Regions from separate parts of the Mus musculus genome. Here all the other regions are linked to region 1. The links are chromatin contacts, called in public HiChIP or PLAC-seq maps. All regions are on one chromosome and are shown on one strand. The core of a region is the stretch at or near the end of the contact, and the rest is flanking DNA. Distances in the headings are between cores, read along the strand shown. Region 1 holds the start of Wdtc1 (WD and tetratricopeptide repeats 1). Region 2 holds the start of Rcc1 (regulator of chromosome condensation 1). Region 3 holds the start of Eya3 (EYA transcriptional coactivator and phosphatase 3).

Region 1 (4,191 bases), core at 856-3,355:
CTAAGAGCCCTGGTTGTTCTTCCAGACGTCCTGAGTTCAATTCCCAGCAACTCTATGGCGACTCATAACTATCTGTAATGGAATCTGATGCCATTTCCTAACATGCAGGTGTAAAGGAAGATGACACTTATACACATAAATCAATGGTTTTTTTTTTAAATAACGACTAGTAATGGATTAGACATATCTAAGTTTTGATGCTGACCTCTACTGTTTGCTGCCTGATTGTGGGAGTGTTGTTTTACCCACTGGAAACACTTGTCTTGAGAAAGATGCAGGATAAATATTAGCTACCTTGTAGCTTTATTGACCCAGTCACCCTAACAAAGACTGTAGGCCTAAAGCTAGGACCTGTGGATACATGATGTCAAGACCTTCAAGTCTTAATATCTGTGGAGTTTTTGTTTTTTTGAGACAGAGTTTCACCGTGTAGCTCCAGCTAGGCTGGAACTCGCTACTAGCCTCAGTTAATACAGGACCACTCACATCTACCCCCACATACTGGAGGTATGTGCCCAGCTGAGTATTCTGTCTCTCCGTGTCTCTGTCTCTGTCTCTGTCTCTCCATACAGCTAAGCAGGAAAGGTCAGGAGGCATGCCCCACAACCTTTCTAGAAGATGAAGACTGACCTGAATTCACAAGAGAAAGAAATCACAAGTGGTCCGAACAGAAATGAGCAAAGACCAGACACTTATGGGAAGAGAAACTTAGGACCAGCACTCTTTTAAAGATTTGTTTATTTTTATGTATATGAGTACACTGTAGCTGTACAGATGGTTATGAACCCTCATGTAGTTGCTGGGAATTGAATTTAGGACCTTAGCTCACTCCAGTCAGCCCTGCTAGCTCCAGCCCAAAGATTCATTTATTATAAATAAGTACAATGTAACTGTCTTAGAGGCACCAGAAGAGGGCATCATATCTCATTATGGATGGTTATGAGCCACCAAGTGGTTGCTGGGATTTGAACTGAGGACCTTCGGAAGAGCAGTCAGTGCTCTTAACCGCTGAGCCATCTCTCCAACCCTGGACCAGCACTCTTAAGTGCTAAATGTTTGTACTTAGTCTCCAGCACTGCCTGGTTTCATTCCTTGTTTTCTAACCAGTTGTGTGACCCTGGGCTAGCATCTTTTTAACTACTTTATGCTTGTTTCTTCTTTTTAAAAACATAGGAACAATTGTATCTATCAAAGAGAGCATGCCCAATACAGTGAAAATAAAAGTGTTATTACTTAGACGTTGGCATACTGTGTATCTGCCACTCTAAGAGAAGAGAAATGTAAGGTGATTGCTTTTGAGTTGAAGCTCCTGGTCTCTCTCCCTTAAGTTATCTTTACTGCCACCTTTGTCACCTTGGAACTCCCTTAGAGAGGAGGGTGTCTCCGTTCTGACTTGGAGCTTGAAAGTCAGAAGAGCAATTACTTGGCTAGTATTAGATAGACCTTGTCTGCCATCGATCTGGGTTCCTAGAGCTCCCAGGTCACTCAACATAGGACCTTTTCCTTCCAGCACCTGAAGATTCGAGCATGGAACCTGTAACTTCAGCAGCCCCCTAGAGCAAGGAGCAGGCTGAGGCTTTGCTCTGGGAGGACTCAGGGTCTTAGCCTTAGGTGTCCCCTAATTTACAGCATCAAAAGCAATTTTGATGAGCTCTTAGCCCTTGGAGGGTCTGTACTGGACCTGGGAGAACATGTGGAATTGGGACTCAGAAAAGGTGTAGTGGGATGGGAGGTGCGTCCAGGTAACTAATGGTAACCGGGCGGGGCAAGTCCACGCCGCAGGACCTCTGCGATGGCGAAAAACTACGACTCCCATGATACTCCAGAGCTGAGCCCCGCTTTTCCGCCCGCCCACTGGCTGCCGTTCCCGCGAGCGGTGAAGCCGATTGGCCCCGGCGAAGTGGGGGGCTCCCCCGCTAGCAGGTTAGTGGGCGCCACCGGCAGCAGACGTTGACCGGGCGCGCGATGGAGGGGGGGTGAGGGTGGCAGAGAGGACTAGGGCCCGCGCTCACTATTCAGGAAACTGCCGAGCGCCATCGCCGTAGCGTAGCCGCGGACCGTGAGACGCGGGGCCGGCGCGGAGACTGCGTGGCGCAGGCGCAGTGCGGGACTTCTCCTGGGTCCCCAGACAGCTGGAGGAGATAAACAGAGGAGGAGGGAGGGGAGTGCGTGTGTGAGAGCGCGCGAGGGAGTGTGAGTGTGTGTGAGCGCGGGTGTGAGGCGGTGCGCAGGGGCGGGCGGAGGCGCTGTCCGGCCCCGGCCAGGCGCCGGGCGGGGAGCATGGGAAGAGGCTAGAGCTGCCCGGGTCCCCAGCCCCCTTCCCGGGATCCGCACCCCTGCTCCCGGGAGAGGGGCCGGGCCCCCCCGGACCGACATGGGCTCCTGAAGTTGCTCCGCTGCTGGTCCTGGGAAGAGACCTGACAGGTACGGGTCGCCGCCGCCCCATCCCCGCCGCAGATGTCGAGTCGGGGACCGGCTCCCAGAGCCCCGGCTCCGGGGCCGTCCGCTCTGGGCCGGCTCCCTGCTTGGGGGCCTGAGCCCGATCGCCTCGGGACTCCGGGGTGTCCCGGGAAGGGGTCAGGCCTCGGCGGCGAGGAAGGGCAGAAAGGGCCGGGGAAGGGAGGCTAGAAGAGGACTGGCTGGGAGGTCGGGGGAGGGGGTGGGGGAAGGCTGTAGGAGTCCCGCAGGCTCCACCGGGGCAGAGGTAGAAGTCGTCCTATCACGGGACTTTTATTTATTTATTTTTTGCGGAGTTTTTGACATCTGATCTGGCGCCGATCGCACTCAGGAAGAAAGGGGCAGGTGGAAGTTTCAAGAGGTCAATGACCTGGTCTGCTCTTTCCGTGTCTCTCTGCCTCTCTTTCCCTCTCTTGCTCTCTGTTTCTGTCACCCCATACTCCTTTTCTTTCTTTCTCTCCTTCTCCTTCCTCTCTCTCTCTCTCTCTCTCTCTCTCTCTATAGAGAGAGAGAGAGAGAGAGAGAGAGAGAGAGAGAGAGAGAGAGAAAGAGAGTGAGTTTTCAGGCTTCTGGCAGTCGCAGATGCCTTCAGTGGCTCATCCTGGCACCAAACTGAACTTTGCCAAGGTGTTTGCATCATCGACTGTAGCGCTAAGTACAAAGGGTCTCTGCTTGGGAGTGGGCTATTAGTACCCACTTCAAAGGGTAAATAAGAATCGGTAGAGATAAACTGCAAACCCGCAGGATCTCTTTCTGAAAAGCTTTAGTGGAGCGTCCCGTCCCACGCCCCACCCCCCACCCCCCATCCCAAGCCCGGTGATTGGAGTTTCTTGGCGACTTATGGTTTGCTCTCCGCTGCAGGTGCATTACCAGGACTAATAAGAATTAAAAAAAAAAAAGTATGAGGGTTTACATGCGATTTATCTGAGCAGTACAGACGATTTATCTTAGCAGCTGAGTGTGACTAATTTCTTGTGAATGTCTCTGGTGTTCTTAAATCTCTTGAGGTAAATGTGTTGGTGGAGCAACTTGAAAGTTTTCTCAAGTTTGAGTTTAGAAGCTGAGTACTGTGACTGTAGCTTTTCCATTCCTTCCAAGGATGGGGTGGATGATCGGGATAAAGTGTCAGATAAGCATTTTTTTTTTCATGTGTGGGTTTTAAAACAAAGTTTCATGTAGCTCAGGCAGGCCTTGAAATCATCTTGTAATTCATGCTGGCTATAAACTATTTTCCTGCCTCCAAGTCCCAAGTACAGGGATTAAGTGGTATAATGCTATTTCCCTTGGCCCTAAAGTTGTTTTGTTTTGTTTTGTATTTTGGAGATAGGCTTTCTCTATGTAGCCCTGGCTGCCCTTGTATTCACTCTGTAGACCAGGCTGGCCTCAGACTCAGAGATCTGCCTGCCTCTGCCTCCTGAGTGCTGGGATTAAAGGCATGTGCCACCATACCTGGCTCCAGGTGTTCCTTTTTAAACAAAGCCTTCGGGATCTCTTTATGAGCCTACCTAGTGAGACCCAGTCTGAAAACCCAAGTATAAATAAATAAGTAAAGCCTGAATCGGTTTTGAAAAGAAAATCATTCTGAGGAACCTTCTGAGGCAAAGATGTTCCTGCCTCCTGGTCCCAAGTTCTCTCTACCTAGGGCACAGGTGTGCTCACTGCTCGCTGCTTAAGTTGTGAGTGGGCAGGCGATGCTCAGACAGTGAGTGAGCACCCTTGGACTAGTTCTGGTTT
Region 2 (4,191 bases), core at 805-3,304, 990 kb after region 1:
CAAGCAGGAACAGACACAATGGTAGGTGACAGCTGTGTATGGTGAATGACCCCTCCCCCAGCTGGCAGCCCTTTTCAGGTGCCAATTTTGCTCTTTAGTAACTGGGCGTGATGGAAGATCTTTTTAGTCCCATCTCTAAGGAGCTAGAGACAGGAGGGGCTCCCAGTGAGACCCTCTCTCATAAAGATAAAGAAAACTGTTTAAAATGCTAAAAATGTCAGTTTAGGACAACTTGGAGTCAGAAGTGATTGCAAAACACAGAAAATACTCTGTACAGATCACTGCTCTCAGGAAAGCCATACCCAATTAAATGTTTTTTTTTTTTTTTCTCCTCAGGGACACTTTAAATCTTATAGGGCTGCTTGTGTAAGGATTTTAGTGAGAGTTTTTTGGTTTTTCTTTTTCTTTTTTCTTTTTTTTTTTTTTTTTTTTTTTTTTTTTTTTTTTTTGGTTTTTCGAGACAGGGTTTCTCTGTATAGCCCTGGCTGTCCTGGAACTCACTTTGTACTTTGTAGACCAGGCTGGCCTCAAACTCAGAAATCTGCCTGCCTCTGCCTCCCGAGTGCTGGGATCAAAGGCGTGCGCCACCACGTCCAGCAAAGATTTATTTATTATTATACATAAGTACACTGTAGCTGTCTTCTGACTCGCAAGAGGACGTCAGATCTCATTACGGGTGGTTGTGAGCCACCATGTGGTTGCTGGGATTGGAACTCTGGACCTTCAGAAGTCAGTGCTCTTACTTGCTGAGCCATCTCTCCAGCCCCTCCTCCTCCTCCTCCTCCTCCTCCTCCTCCTCCTCCTTCTTCCTTTTTTAAATTTGTTTTTTAGTGTAGGAGTGCGTACACCTTCAGGCCAGAAGAGGGCATCAGATCCCTTTTATAAATGGTCGTGAGCCACCATGTGGTTGCTGGGAATTGAACTCAGGACCTCTGCCAGAGCAGCCAAGGGTTCTTAACCACTGAGCCATCTCTCCAGCCCTAAGCCATTTTTCACAGTGTTCTGCTTCTGGTGTTAGCTCCCAACTCCAACAATTCCCAGCTCTGAGTCATCTTTTCCTGCTCCCAGCCCTTACTCCCCCCTCCTTCCCTTACTATCTTGTAGTTGAGCCTTGCACCGCACACTTAGACAAAGCACTCAGCCACTGAACTACAACCAGTGCCCCTCTTCTCGCCCCAGGTTTTTTTCCTTCTTCTTCTTCTTTCTTTATGGGATAGAATCTCACTATGTATCCCTCCTGCCTCAGCTTCTGGAATGATGGGATTGTAGGCGGTGCCACCAACCCAGGCATTACCGAATCTACTTCCTGCTTGCTCTTTGCCTCTCCATTCTTGGTTACACTTTACCCAAAGTCCATTAAAGTTGTGAACATTTCATCTTGTGAGCAGAACCTTCCCATAATCACACACTGTCCCCGTAGACTAGACCTTTACCCTCTACTTTCAGACTATATGGCAGTTTCACATGTCTTACTCTCTGTCATTGCAAATGTCACCTCTCTGGGACAGGAAAGATGGCTCAGTGGTTAAGGGTGCTTGTTGCTCATGCAGAAGATGGGAATCCCATTCTAGCACATACATGGCAGGTCGCATCCATTTGTAACGCCAGTTCTACTGCAACCAATGCTCTCTTTCTGGCCTTTGAACTGTATACATACGTGGTACACAGATGTACCTACATGAAAAGCACTCATACATATAATAAATAAGGAAATGTTATTCATCCTGAATGCCTCTTCCACTTAGACTAATTAGCCGTTCCTGAGCCCTACCTAGACTGAATCAGATGGCTCTGTATAGATTGGGGTCTTTTGAGCCTTCTGCATATATAATTTGAAAACAAGAACCATCAGCCTTGTTTTGTTCCGTGCAGACCTCACGCACCAGATTTTCCTAAACAAACAGGAATTCTAGTAGTTCCTCCAGTTGGTTATTTGTCCACTCATCCCACTTTGGGGAGGAAATCTCCCAAGTACAGAATGCTGTGTACAAACTAGGAGCAGCCGCTCGCACTTCCCGCGGTGGCCGCCAGGGGCCGCCCGGCTCTGTGTTTTCCCTTCTGGCCAGGGTCGCGGCCGGAGGCCCGCAGAGCGCATGCTCGGGGCAGTTCACCGCCGGCCGCCGAGCGCCGGAGTTGCTTGTGGCCGCCCTGTCCCGAGGTAGGTCGCGCTCCGGTTCGTAGGGAGCCCTGGGGACGGGAAACCCGGAGGTGCGCGAGGTCGTGGTAGGCCGAGATCGCAACCTACATGGCGGGCTGCACGTGAAGCCGGCGGCGCTCCAGGCGCACGAGCTCCGGCCCGCGTGGGCCCCGCCTCGCCGGCGCTCGGGCCCCTTAGCCGTCGCGCTTGGGGCGCGCACTCCGCTCCGTGGCGGGAGATTCAAACGACTGATGCGCGGGGACCCGGGCGCGCGCGGCGGCGGGGAACTTGGGGAGCCGCCGGTGGGGAGGGGCCAGCAGCGTTCACAGACCGTGGCCTGTCCTTAACCCTCTTCAACCCCGTGTCACCCGGTTGTTCCGTGCCGCTGGGGAACAATGGTGACAAAGGCGGGTCTCCGTGACCTTTGCGGGACGCAGGGGCTCCCAGGCGAGTCTTCCGTGGGTCCACAGTTAGGGTCTCCTGAGATCAGCAAAGTATGCCCGTGGAACTTGAACGTCGCTGCTGCCACGTCTTTGGTTCATCCTAAATTAAGTCCTCCGACCACGTGTGCCGTGGGACAAGCTGAGGGTATGAAACAGACCCGGAAACTCCAAAGCAGAAGCCGTAACCGGGCTGTGGAGGGTTGGGGATAGCTTTCCAGGTGAGATTTTAATATGTTTGGGGTAACAGAATCAGGGTGATCCAGACATGGGGTACATACAGCACATGCAACCACTCGAAGAGTTTGGGTCATAGACATTGGTGCTTGTGGGGAGGGTGTGGAGGATACAGAGAAGGCTGCGTCACCCAAGAAGAGCATGCTAATGGAGCTCAGAAAAGATGAGTTAGAAGTGATTCACCAGGTTCTGGTTGCAGAGGCAACCAAGAGCAGGAGTCTGGATCGGGCAGGTCCCACTAGGTTCTCTTAAACCTTAGTCTCCTTGCCTTTAAAGGGAAAGTAATGTGTCCTATAATCTGTGCAAAGCTAGTTACTCAAACATCCCCCAGAACTATTGCCCCTCTCTCTCTAGGAAAAAAAAATTAACAGATAGCCCGAGGCTGTATCACTTACTTCTGGACCTGGGTGATGGACTTCCTGGTGTGGCTTGAGCGTGCTCAGTTCTCAGTTAGTTACTGGCCGCACACAGCAGCAGCCTGCCCAGGCTTTGCCTTCTCTCCTGGTAGCCTTTCTCACAGAGATATTCTTCCCTAAGTCTAGCTGGAAAGTTCTGAGTGTGGGGGGAAGGGAGGGACCACCGCTGGGGTTACCAAATGCTCCAGAAGTGGGAGTAACTGGAAAACCCTCCTCCTGGTGGGTTGTCTAACCTAGTCTACCCACCCCTTTGACTTAGCAGGTAAGGCTGTGAGCAGCTCCAGTCCTGGGTGTGTGTGTGTGTGTGTGTGTGTGTGTGTGTGTGTATGGGGGGCATCCTCTCAGCTGTCATCTCACCCATGGATGGTGTGCAATTCTATTCCTGACATGGGGACAGGTCTGAACTCTTAACGGGGTCATACACCGTAGGTGCTTATTAATGAAAGTTGACTCCTTCCTGGATTTTATTCTGAGTCTTGTCCGTTTTTCTCCCAGTTTTTAAATTCCCTGAAGATGAATCCCAGGGAGTGGAAGTAGGGGGTGTGATTACAGTGACAGAAGACAAGTCTTTTTAGGGTTGTGTGTGTGTATGTTTGAGTGCTTTCCTGCATGTATGCCCAGGTACCACATGCATTGGCCCAGAGAGGCCAGAAGAGAGCATTGAATCCCCTGGGACTGGAGTTAGAGGTGGCTGTGAGCAGCCTGTGTGCTAGGAACCACACCTGGATGGTCTTGAAGAGTGGCCAGCACTGAGCCATCTCTCCATTTCTTTTTTTTTTGTTGTTGTTGTTTTTTGGTTTTTTTTCGAGACAGGGTTTCTCTGTATAGCCCTGGCTGTCCTGGAACTCACTCTATAGAGCAGGCTGGCCTTGAACTCAGAAATCCACCTGCCTCTGCCTCCCGAGTGCTGGGATTAAAGGTGTGCGCCACCACGCCTGTTGTCCTGGCTCATTTCTTGAAG
Region 3 (4,191 bases), core at 499-2,998, 700 kb after region 1:
TCCAAACTACATAGCAAATCCCAAAAGTTCCAGGTAACAGCCTAGGGTCAAAACACACCACAAAAACAGAGGGAAGGAGAGGAAGACGGTAGTGGAGGGGTGGAAAGGAACATAAAGTTCAGAAATGAAAAAAAGTTGTGCACCAACTATATATGTAAAAAAAGAAATATTCGTCAAACCTCGAGGTAAAGAAGTCAACGGAGCAGCTACGATTACTGGGGTTGTTGCTGGGAAATGAGGAGGTCAGGCTGAACAAAGGCTCCTCTTCCCAGTTTGTGTAGGTGCAGGGGAGGACAGATAAATGTTCATAGGGGCTTCCCTGGCCAGGTTAATCCTGAAAGCCAACCAGAAGGGTCTTTCTCTGTGGCATCTAGGACTAACATGGCCAAGCTCCAAAGTCCTTTGCTAAAAATAGGTGAAGGGAGTGGCCCAATTTTGGAATATGGCAGTCTATGTTCTATTCTCTTATGTGTATATGAGGGAGAACTGTGCCAAGAGGAACCAATAATAAACGCGGTTATTTGTTCTGTACATATTTAATTATTAATACTGAATTTTAGACTGATCACGCACAAAATGACGAAAAGAAAATGATGGTTGCAATGATATGCTACAAACACCCCAAAAACCGGAAGGGAGGAAAAAAAAAGAATTATCCAAATTTGTACCTCTAGATATACCTTAGATCACAAAATTTGAGAAACAGGACATTAACCATTATAAAGTCTAACCCTTTTCACATTATAGATGATTTTAAACCTCCAGAAAATGTAAGATAAGATGTCTTAAATTTTAAAATGCTAAGATCATGATTTCTAAACCATGGTAGCAACACTAGAGAAAAAGAAGTTAAAAAGAACGTTCTAAGAAACAATGTCTGGCTTATAAGGAAAATGATATTACATTGGTGAATCTTGGCAGAAAACAGCAACACCACACCACATCACAGTCGTTTAAAAGTTTAGAAACCCGGAGTCCTCTAACTTTAAATCCATGCAGAGTGAAGAACATCCGCACTTTTGCCTCAGCTGTGCACATCCATTCTCGTGGGACAGAGGACTCAAAACAGACAGGACGAAGACCTGTCAATTCAGGAGATCTCACAAGCCCGCCAGCGAGTCCGCCACCTGTTCGCTGCTGCCCAGAGAGCCCAGCAAACTGAGGCAGTGCGAGGACCTGGGGACGCCTTTGTTGTTCTCTAACTGGGGAAGCGACCTCAAGTCTAACCTCGCGCCTCCAAGCTGGAGCAGTCGGCCAGGATCTGGACTCGGAGGAAGCCCTCTCGCTCTGAAAGGGCAGGCGCAACACTCTTGTCATCTACCAGTCCCTGGAGGGGGGAAGGGTCACAGGCGAGGAGGGCTGGGGGACAGAGCCGAACCCCAACGCTCCGGGTGGAAAAACAGTGGATCGGGAAGAAGTGCTGAGAGAAGGGGGAGGCAGAGACCCGGCGCCTAGGCGAGAAGGGGCGAGGCCAGAGCGACGCCCGGGAAAAGCTCGAGGGCAGACCGGCAGGCAGGGACGAGGGGGACGGTGACGGGACCCCCTACCCAGCACGACCAAGGAGGACCTCTTCAGCCGGGACCCCGAACGCTGCACCCGAGCCACCGCGCTCACACCCTGGCGGCGGCGGGGACTCACCAGACGGCTGCAGACACTGCCCAGCACGACATGGGACGATTACGGACCCACTCTGGAACCAACAGAGTGGCGGAAACCGCGGCGTTAGCGTGACCCGGATGCGCATCCCTAGCCACCGGAAGTAGATGCGGGACCGCCTAACAATCCACACCCCGTTCCGACAGAACCCAGAGGACCAGTCAATCGTCTCGGGGCGGGGCAAGGCTTAGGTCCCGCCCACCTCGCAGACCCAGTTGCGTGATTGACTCCCTGGATCTTACGCACGAGATGACTTTCCGAGGATGCTGGTGCTGCTAAATTGCCGCCGCCTTCGTGAAAAGTACTCCCGCCCTCCCCAAAACAAAGTCAGATCAGGCTGATCTCGAACTGGGGACCCTCCTCCTTCAGCCTAGGGCTTGTGCCTCCATGCCCAGCCACCGCTCTCATCTTTGAAAGTAAGTTCTAAAAAAAAAAAATGTGTGTGATTCCTACCGTAAAGGGACGACGAAGTTGAAAAATGTTGACTGCAATTGGTCGAGTTAGAAAGACTAGGAGAGGAAAAATGGATGGGAACTTTTGAAGACACTTGAAAGGCTAACTCAAAGTGAACATTTCTATCCGAAAATTTAGTTTATACCTAGTATTATATTACACTTGCAGCTGCCTTCATTTTGTGCAAATTGTTTTCAGGAACATTTTGTTGTTTTTGTTTTTGTTTTTGTTTTGGTGTGTGTGGGGGTGGTTTTTTGTTGTTGTTTTTCCAAGAAAAGTTTTTCTCTATGGACCTTGGCCTAGAATTCCCTCTAAAGATCAGACTGGGCTCGAAATCAAGAGATCCACCTTCTTAGCTCAGAAACATTTTTTAATGCTTCATTAATTCTAAAATACAACTCAAGTGTGGACGAGGAATGGAGTTGAAGACAGGCTTTGTATAGTTGTCAGTGTATTCAATTCCATTCATGTTTGAAGGGAAAGACCCTCAAGAAAAAAAGACCCAGGCTGGTGAGATGGCTCAGTGGGTAAGAGCACCGGACCGCTTTTCCGAAGGTCCAAAGTTCAAATCCCAGCAACCACATGGTGGCTCACAACCACCCGTAATGAGATCTGACTCCCTCTTCTGGAGTGTCTGAAGACAGCTACAGTGTACTTACATATAATAAATAAATAAATCTTTAAAAAAAAGAAAAAAAGACCCAGAATTACAAATATTAGATTAACCCACAAAGTTTAAAAAACAAAAACCTAGCTTTTCAATACAAATAAAAATAAAAGATTTTTATTAACTGCTTCTATTTCAACAATTTTCTAAGCAACTACTTTTTGGGGAGCGAGCATCTTAACTGCTCTTTCTCACACATCACACCTACTTAGCACAATCAGTAGATGCTGTCTTCAAAGTCTTTGCAGAATCGGACCATTTTCCACCTGTGTTGGTATGAACCACAGTCAGTATGTAATTCTGAGGGTCCCATTCATGTTTGCTACCCTATACTCAATACAGAAGAGAGCCTCCCGTGAAAGCCTTAATCAGATCGTGTGCTTCTTCCAATGGCTCTGTCTCAGTGTGAACACTAAAATCCTTACATCACCTACAGGACTCAGAAGACTTTACTCTTCGAGTAGAACTCTAACCTACTTTGTCCTACCTTCCTTCCACTTACAACAGACTGGCCTCTGCTGTTCTCCCAGCCTGCAGGCAGGCTCTGGTGCTGTCTGCTTTCTACTCCCTCTACCTAGAGTACTTTTCCCTGAGACAGCTCTTTCTTTCACCTTGTCACCCCCTTTACATCTTCGAATGAGCCTTCTCACTGAGACCGCCTCTGACGCCTCTGATGCTGTGCTAGAACAGGAGCGATTGTCTCCCTTGTACTTTCCTACCCCCTGATAATTGTTCTCATGACGTTTGTCCAATCAGTTTCTTGGGGGGTTGGCGTACGGTCTCCCCACCAGAATATAAGTTCTGCAAGGGCTTGGATTTGGGTTTGGAGGAGTGGTTGATTGGTTGGTTAGTTGGGATTTTGTTTTTTGGTTTTTTGGTTTTTTTTTTTTGGTTTGGTTTTTGTTTTGTGTTTTTGAGATAAGGTCTCTTGTGTCCCAACTAGATTTGTGGTTGAGAATGGATTTGAACTCCTGATTCCTCTGCTTTCTTCTCTCAGGTACTAGAATCACAGGTGTGAGTCTGTGCCCTACTGGCATGTTTTTTTTTTTTTTTTTTTTGGGGGGGTGTATTTTAGCAATGTTTAGCAATATGTTACTATGTAACATATGTTACATAGTAAACAGTCAATTCATGAAAGCATAGATTAATTGCTCATTGGTTTGTTTTTTGTTTGTTTTTTTTTTTTTTTGACTGACATGAACCACCAGCTCCACCAGAGGGAGCCCACAAACAATGTGATGTCCCCAGACACTCTTCCCAAAGTACACACTGGACATACACATCAATCCTATGCTTATTAGCAATTACAAAACAACGCTCTAGGGCCGACAGGATGCCTCAGCAGGTAAAGATACTTGCCTCCATACTCGGTGGCCTGGTTTCAATCCCTAAGACCCACATGGCGGGAGTAAATA

The links. HiChIP or PLAC-seq counts read pairs in DNA pulled down with a chosen protein or histone mark.
Region 2: a contact with region 1 is called in a FOXA1 HiChIP or PLAC-seq map of pancreatic cancer cells. The contact joins the promoter of Rcc1 here to the promoter of Wdtc1 in region 1. A contact is called at or near these places in 1 of 39 promoter capture datasets (pre-B cells) and 1 of 115 datasets of contacts at active chromatin or transcription factors (pancreatic cancer cells).
Region 3: a contact with region 1 is called in a FOXA1 HiChIP or PLAC-seq map of pancreatic cancer cells. The contact joins the promoter of Eya3 here to the promoter of Wdtc1 in region 1. A contact is called at or near these places in 2 of 39 promoter capture datasets (liver and pre-B cells), 1 of 115 datasets of contacts at active chromatin or transcription factors (pancreatic cancer cells) and 1 of 9 other capture datasets (liver).

The regions. Positions count from the first base shown.
Region 1 is chr4:133,337,229-133,341,419 of GRCm38.p6, reverse strand. It overlaps Wdtc1 (WD and tetratricopeptide repeats 1), which reads left to right and starts at 2,105. Exons shown (of 16, transcript NM_199306.4): 1 at 2,105-2,424.
Region 2 is chr4:132,343,613-132,347,803 of GRCm38.p6, reverse strand. It overlaps Rcc1 (regulator of chromosome condensation 1), which reads left to right and starts at 2,054. Exons shown (of 10, transcript NM_133878.3): 1 at 2,054-2,158. RefSeq lists a cis regulatory region at 1,652-2,499.
Region 3 is chr4:132,636,603-132,640,793 of GRCm38.p6, reverse strand. It overlaps Eya3 (EYA transcriptional coactivator and phosphatase 3), which reads right to left and starts at 1,748. Exons shown (of 17, transcript NM_210071.2): 1 at 1,639-1,748.